Regions from separate parts of the Mus musculus genome. Here region 2 is linked to region 1. The links are chromatin contacts, called in public promoter capture Hi-C maps. All regions are on one chromosome and are shown on one strand. The core of a region is the stretch at or near the end of the contact, and the rest is flanking DNA. Distances in the headings are between cores, read along the strand shown.

Region 1 (4,005 bases), core at 887-3,386:
ACATTTCTCCTCAGCCTTCACTGCTGCGGAGTCCTTAAACCTTTGTCATTGCTGCTGCCTAGCCCTTCATTCAAACCAAATGCCAGAAACAAAGGCAAAAATGGATCTCCTGAGCACACTAGGCGTTGTGGATGCTAGACCAGTGTGAAATAAACAACAGTGTATAGGGACATACATTCATAAAGACTCAAAGAAGGAGTAAGAGACCAAGGTAAGATCACAGACACTGCAATATTCACTGGCAGAGACATATATTCCAAACCCACAGAGATTCCCTCATTTAGTCCCACATTCCAAGACAGACCGCCTCACACAGCCAGAGCCACACACACACAGAGACCTACTGAAACAAAATCACACATACCCGCATAGGTAAATATCCAGACACAAGTGGCATAATGGTGACACATAGGTGGAGACAGAAACAGAAATAGCAACACGCTCAGACACACACAGGCCTTCTGACACAGTTACAGTCAACACATATACACGGGCACACAGACATGTGTGTCCCACATGGATACACAAACACTTAATGTGCACACATGCACACATTTGTGTGTATGCACGCACGCGTGCACACACACACACACACACAGTCACATTTAGTTTTCCCCCATTTCTCCCGCCTTCCGAGATTTCAGGCCTGTTCCTTTAAGAAGTGGCTGAAGGGGTGGGGGAGGGAGATTGGGACCGACCAGCAATCGGCAATCGGCCACCATGGGAGGGGAATGAGAATGTGTGTGTGTGTGTGTGTGTGTGTGTGAAAGAGAGACAGAGAAAGACAGAGACAGGGAGGGAGAGACAGAGAGAGACAGAGACAGAGAAGGAGGGAGAGACAAGAGACAGAGAAAGATGGGGAGGAAAGCAGGCAGGCGGGTAAAGTGACTAAAGGGATGGGGGCTTAGAGGAAATGGGGAGCAAAGTATGGGGTGGGGAGATCCCAGACACTGCCCAGAATGCACCCGGGTGGAGAGGTGGAGGGGAAGGGGAAGGGGAAAGAAGGGGTAGGAGTAGGGAGGTGGGGCAGGAGGGAGTGGGTGGGTGTGTATATGGGGGGGGGGTTAGTCCGCAGCTGAGTTCACACAATCCCCCCATTCACCGTCTCCATGGCAACTCTGGGGCACAGACCGCTCATTCACACAGCTTCCCCGCCAGCACCCCCCCATTAACCCCCTCGATGCTGCCCCCACCTCACAAATTCCATTAACCCTTTCTAGAGGCCTTCCTCTCCCGTAACCCTTCCGCGCCAAATGCCAAATTCCCCTGTTGAGTCAATTCGCTGCAGCCCCTCCCTCTGGTGAACACCTAGACAAACCAACCGACCCCCAAATGCCCTCTGTACCCTAGGACCCACTGTGAGTTAGTTCCCAAGGCCAAGATCTCCATTCTGGTCCAACTTGCAATTTGGGAGAAGACAAGGGAGGCAGCAATGCTGGGATGAGAATGGCATCTAAGGGGACTTTGGGGGCTGGAGCAGTCTTGGGCAAGGGGCATTGTGCTGGAATGGATCAGTGTTGAGAACTGCAGTATTGGGGGCTATGTGGGTTTGGAACGATATTAGAGGATGAAATTGCCTTAGAATGGGGAGGCTAGAATAAAGGCCTCCATTGGGTGGGGGGGCTGCAGAGAGTGGGGGAGGGAACCTGGCTGTAAGATGCTATGATGGAAGGGGTGTGGGGGTGCACTGCAGGAGAGAGGGTATTGGCAATGTGCAATCCTTGAATGGGGCTGGGGGCTCTGGTTAGGGGTATTTTTTGGTGAGCATGCAGGCTGGATGATAGAAATAGAGAAACCATGGGCGGAAGGATGATAGGGATGCAGGATTTAGGGAGGAGGTAGAGGAGAGAAGCAAAGTGAGGGAGGGCCGGGAGGTCAGGGGTACCTATGGAGAACACGGGGTTGAGAAGGATGGGAGCCACTGGCCGGGGAGGTGGAGGGACCCGGGATTGGGAGGGGACAGGATTGGGAAAGGTATGGGCAGCTAGAGGATGAGAGACCGAAGCAGGCGGCCTCACCTGTTCCCTAGGCGGCTGCAAACGATTGAACCAGGCCACGGACCACCCATATCGCCTCCAGGCCAAGGGCTCCGCACCCGAATCTCCGAGATCAGCTCTCCGGCAGCCTGGCTGCTGTGCCCGCGCACCAAGGGGGCGCGCTGCGCGTGCCCGGACACGGGGTGGGGGGGGCGCGGTCCCTGGCATTAACTCCTTTTGTGCCAGTGATGGCTCAAGTCCTGGGGCATGGCCCAATCCCCCCACCACACACACACACACACACACACACACACACACACACACACACACACACACACCCACCACGTCAGGCAAGCTCTGCTCCTGTCCCCCACCCTCACATTCCAAGCTATCAGACAGGTAGGTGATTTTCCAGGAAAACAAATCCAAACTTTATCGGCAAAGCTTGAGACCTTGATACAGGGAGAAACTGAGGCACTGTATGGAGAAGATCCAGTTTCTTGCCACAAAGCCCTCATTTGGCAAGCATCACCTCTCCTTAGCACCAGCACCACCCAAGGTGCAATCACCAGTGGGGTCACTTTTCCCTCATCCTGTTACCTCCCAGAGGTCAATGTCATTCACTTCTGCTGCTTCTGTCAAGGTGGATTGGATTCAGTCTCAAAAGACCAGTTCTCGCCCCATTCTGGTTTCTACCCCCACCCCAATAGCTAATGTTTTTATCTAGTTTCTATATGTAATACACCTATCCACTTGACCTAGCACACATACACCATTAAATCCCTGCTGAACGTCCCTTATCCTAGCCAAACTTCTACCCCTTGGGCTGCTTCCAGGATAGAGCAAGTCAAGAAAAAAACTGCTTCAGTTGTGCTGGCTTTACCATACCTGGGAGCCCCGTTCCTTTCTCACGACTTGAGGAAGTCCTGTATGTAGATGGGCTTTGTGGGCTCAGAGATATTTTTAAAAATGACTTGGATATTCATCAGTTGGCACTCAAGCTTTTAAGGGCATAACTGACACCTCCCAGTGATAGGGTGTAATTATAGATTGGGGGTATACTCCAGTTATCACCCAACCTGGGGGTACCCTCCAGTTATCACCCAACCACCAGACTAATGTAGACTTCTTCTAGTCCTAGCTGAGCAGAAATTGTCATAAAGTAGCTGGGGCCCCCAGCGCAGCCTTGGATTGAGGGCCTAAGGCAAACAGACCACAGAGATGGTGAGACCAGCCCAGCCCTTGTTTCAAAAGTGACTCTGAAGGAAATTTTGGGTTGAGAGTGAGAAACAGTCACTCTGGGAAACTGCCAAGGTGGGTTGTATGAAAACATGGGGTTCCAGCAGGTCAGGGAGAAACAGGTGTGGCATCCTGCTTGTCTCTCTTCCTGCTAGAACTAGTCGGAACTTCTGTCACATCACATGCCATCTCATGCGCACAGACAGCAACTATTTAGAAATGTTCCCTTCAGAGAAGTTCTCTAGTTAGCTTGGTGTATTTGTGGGGACTACATGAGACGACACAATGACAGGCATTGTCTGGCATCTCTACCCTACTCTCATCTGGAGTGTTGTGGAAGGATGATGGGGTTGCACTGGTTTCTCTCCAGCCCAATGAGCCCCCCCTCTAGTGGCACATCCCCAGTGGGAAAAAGGCTGTCATGAAGCTGCACTGTTGAGTTGAGGACCAAGGGCTTGGAGCTCATTCGGGTTGCTTTCGAGCAGGGAACCAAGTGTAGCAGTGCAGCGAGAACTCAGAAATGCAAAGGCAGAGGGTGAGGAGGGAGACGATGCAGAAGGCATGAAGCTTCTTAGTGATTCATCCTTTCCCCGGTACTCTCACAGGAGACCCTTCCATGTGTACATTCACACACTTCTTTTGCAAAGAAGCTCTGTGTATTGAGTGCAGCAGCTCTAGGATCTCTATATAAATAATATACAAAACCCAACAGTTCAATGTTTCACATTAACAAAAATACTAAAAATTCATTAAAAATGGAGCCTGAGGGAAGGACCCCAACCACTACTGG
Region 2 (4,005 bases), core at 591-3,090, 120 kb before region 1:
CAAAGTCCGTAGTTTATATTAGCACTTACTCTTAGTAGTTTACATTGTATTTGAATAATGTGTCTACCATTATAATATCATGCAGAGTGATAGTACTATTGTAAAATCCTGTGCTCCTTGTTATTAGTTTAAAAAACATACTTATTATTTCGTGTGCCTGTGTATGCATGCATGCTACATCACAGGTGTGCTGGTCAGAGGACAACTTGCAGGCCTAGGTTCTCTCCTATTATCTGGGTCCTTAGACTTGGCAGCAAAGGCCTTTCCCTGCTGCACGTCTCACTGCCCCTAGTTGTTGTTTAGTGTGACTGAAGTTTTGTTTTAGTTTGCATTTGTTCTTTTGAAACAGGGTCTTGCTATGTAGTCCAGGCTGTCTTCACACCACAGGGAATCCTCTCGCCTCAGGTTCCCTGCACACCACCACACCCAGTTTTTGGTTTTGAGACAGGTGTTTCACTATGTAGCCCAGGCTTTTCTCATGGTCATAATCCTGATACAGCCTTCTAAGTGCTGGAATACCAGACCACCGTGCCAGAGCAGAAGTCACCCCTCCCTCTTAGATGCTCTTCACTCCACTTGAAAATTCGTGATCTGCCACCAAATTAGACATTCTACCCCCAGAACAGCCAGGGGGCCAGGAAGAAACAGAAAATACAAAGAAACAGTAGAAACAGAAAGAGGCAGAAAGTGGGAGATGGCTACAGAGCATACTGATTAAGACACAGAAAGCCGGGTTTAGGCAATCTACACCGGAAAAAAATTACATTTATCTCTGATGTAGGAGAGAGCAAAGACAACCTCAAGGCTGAGGGGGGGTAGGCGGAAGGGAAAACAAGGCTTCTGTTAAAATATGGGTAAAATTCCCAAGGACAAGGGTGGGCAGGCTTTCTATGGGAAGGAGGAAAGGTCAGAAGCACATTAGAGGAGCAATGGACAACACTGGACGCTTCTTGCCTGAGTTTCTAGTATCTAAGTCCGGTAAGTGCTGTGCAGCCCTTAGAACTATCCTGGGAATGTGGAGAGAGGGATTGTGAAGTGTTCTGTCATGAGGCCTGAGAATGAACACTGCCACCTATTCTTTTAAGGCAGTAGACCTAGTATTAGTGACCCCTACCCCTACCCTACTTCTCAAGCCTTAATCACAGCCACGCCCACCATCTAGTACGATCCCTGGAGGCTGTGTTTGAGTGCTCTCAGGAGGCAGAGACGCAAAGAGACTGTGAGGGAGAGACCTACAAGAACAGAAAAAGAGGGAAAAGGGAAGGACAGTGTTTGTGTGTGTCTGTGTGTGTGTGTGCAAGTGGATGGGTGGGTGGGGGGCTTCTGATGACCAAAACTATTCAAGAGAAAATTCAAGCTCCTACAGGAGGATTCAGTGCAATGATCCCAGAACTTAACCGAAGGCCATGGAGGGAGACGGGGGTGTAGCCTTGCAGAACCTGCTTTGGGGGGGGGGGTCACCAGGCAGTAACCGTTACTGCATAGGCGTTGTCACTAAGCCAGAACCATTTAACTGGCAAGGGTAAGCTTAAGACACCCCATAACTACGACTCTTAGACAGGTTGGAAGTGGGGGCTGAGGTTGCAGACAAGGGGAGGAGGGGCACTTGAGGGTTGGGTCTTTGCCTCCCCCATTCTCCGCTGTCACTACCCCAACAGTCGCCCGGGGGGCCGGGCCCCGGAGAGGTGGGGATGGGGGAGGGTAATCTTGGCAGGCGTCTGCTGCATGGCGTAGGTAGGGAGTGCTGAGGGGGGACGCTGGGGGGAACACGAGTGGGAAGCGGAGAGCCACGGGGAGGGGGAGGGGACCGGGAACCATTTGAATGAGAGGAGGGGATCACGGGTAGAGTGGGCTCTGGAGATAGGGCGGGCACGGGTGTGACGGGGCCAGGCTCTTGAGCCAGGTAAGGAAAGCAGGTGCGTAGATGTGGGGTTTTTCTTCCTTTTTTTGTGTATTTAGTGTACTAGGCCCTTCGGTGGAGAGGGGGCGCCGCCTTCCCCGGGGGCGGGCTCCAAAGCTCCAGAGGCTATCTTTTCCTCAACTAACGGGGCCCCGGGCGGGGGCTCACGCTCCATCCCCAGTGACGGCACTCCACTCCGCAATTTCCAGGCGGCCACTGGGCTGGGAGTCTCGCGCCGGGGGCCGGCGCTGTCTCGCGAGCCCCCTCCTCCAGCCAGCCAATGGGATTGGTCGCTGGCACCGCCCGCCTGCCTGGTGCAGAGCGCTCAGCGCTGCAAGCGGCGCTGCCATTTAAAGGGGCCGCGACCCCTGTCCCGGCTGCTAGGGAGGGAGGTGGAGAAGGAGCGCGGGGCCGTTGCTGTCTGCAGTTCTAGGCTTGTAGCGGTTACTCTAACCCTGCCTCAGGTAGGGGTCGGGTCTGTTCAAGCCGAACCGAACCTGCAGGCGGGATCTCGCAGTAGCCGGGAGGGGGGTTTGAGCAGGAATCGTAGCTCCAAAATGTCTTCCTGTAAATGCCTGAGGTGGGGGGTGGGCAACAGGAGAAGGGAAGGACTAGGGGTGCAGTAGGAAAGGGGGGACGGGGCTGAGGAAGTGGTCCACCCTGAAAGGTAACCGAGTGGGGGGGAGACGGTTAGGAAGAGCAGTTTGTGGGGGCGGGGAAGGGCTGAGAGAGGACGGGCTCCGCGGGGAGGGGCGCTGGGGCTGGAGAGGATGGGGAGAGACTGGAGACCTGGGGGGCTTTTGGGGGGGAGTGAGAAGGGACCAGGGGCTGAGGTCGCCGGAGCGGGAAAGGTTTCTGGCTGCGGCAGGCACGGGAAAATGTGAGGGGGCGTTGAGTCTGAGGTGGGGGGTGTGTGAGAGGTAGGGAGGAAGGAGCTACGAGTCTCCGTGGGGGGTGTCGGGCGGGTTAGAGACCAACTGCCTGGCGAGTGTGGGCACGGGGCCAGGGCAGGGAACGCCACTCCCCACAGAGGGCGCTGTATTGGGGGGGGAGTGGACATTGAGCCTGAAGCCTGTGGAAATGCCTATCGGCTGTGGGGGGCGGCTGCTAATGAGAAATCCAAGTGGATGACGGACGGGGTGTGTCCCACAGCCGACATAAGAAATTCAGGCTAAGACCACCTCTACTGCCCCCTCTTCCGATCTGCAGCCCATACCCAGCCATGGACCCCAGTGATTTCCCCAGTCCATTTGACCCATTGACCCTGCCAGAGAAGCCCCTGGCTGGAGACCTTCCAGTAGACATGGAATTTGGAGAGGATCTGCTGGAATCTCAGACTGCCCCAAGTCGAGGATGGGCTCCCCCAGGTCCGTCTCCATCCTCTGGAGCCCTGGACCTGCTTGATACCCCTTCTGGCCTGGAGAAGGACCCTGGAGGAGTTCTGGATGGAGCCACTGAGCTACTGGGGCTGGGGGGGCTACTCTATAAAGCCCCTTCTCCCCCAGAGGTGGACCATGGTCCTGAGGGAACCCTTGCATGGGATTCGGGGGAGCAGACCCTAGAGCCTGGACCAGGGTGTCAAACCCCTGAGGTGATGCCACCTGATCCAGGGGCTGGGGCTAGTCCCCCTTCACCTGAGGGGCTACTAGAACCTTTGGCTCCAGATTCTCCAATAATCCTGGAGTCTCCTCATATTGAAGAGGAGATACCCCCCTTAGCTACAAGGAGAAGGGGCTCCCCTGGGCAGGAGGAGGAGCATACCCAAGGGCAGCCACAGAGCCCCAATGCACCCCCTAGCCCTTCAGTGGGAGAGACTCTGGGGGATGGCATCAACAGTTCTCAGAGCAAACCTGGGGTATGTACCCCTACTGCACATCCTTCGTTGCCAGGTAGGTCACCTAACCGTTTGGAGGGGCCTGGGGAAAGAAAGGGTGGTGGTCAGGAGGGCTGGCTCTGTGCTTTGAGAAGTGGAGGAGGAGGGGACAGGAGGCTGGGAAGATTAGAGCAGGGCTCTGTGTGCTGAAGGAGGAGTGGGGTGTGGTGAAGATTGTGGAAAACAGGGGTGGGAGGCATGGAGGGGCTGCGCAGGATAAATGGGGTAGTGT

The links. Capture Hi-C pulls out chosen DNA fragments and counts their contacts.
Region 2: a promoter capture Hi-C map of adipose tissue shows a contact between it and region 1. The contact joins the promoter of Zmym3 here to the promoter of Nlgn3 in region 1. A contact is called at or near these places in 3 of 39 promoter capture datasets (the 3T3-L1 cell line, cranial neural crest and hippocampal neurons), 2 of 115 datasets of contacts at active chromatin or transcription factors (cardiomyocytes and forebrain) and 3 of 9 other capture datasets (adipose tissue, liver and pancreatic islet).

The regions. Positions count from the first base shown.
Region 1 is chrX:101,297,310-101,301,314 of GRCm38.p6, reverse strand. It overlaps Nlgn3 (neuroligin 3), which reads right to left and starts at 2,136. Exons shown (of 7, transcript NM_172932.4): 1 at 2,019-2,136. It overlaps Med12 (mediator complex subunit 12), which reads right to left. Exons shown (of 45, transcript NM_021521.2): 45 at 2,381-4,005.
Region 2 is chrX:101,418,057-101,422,061 of GRCm38.p6, reverse strand. Zmym3 (zinc finger, MYM-type 3) reads left to right here and starts at 1,840. Exons shown (of 25, transcript NM_019831.3): 1 at 1,840-1,916; 2 at 3,110-3,789. The coding sequence starts at 3,123.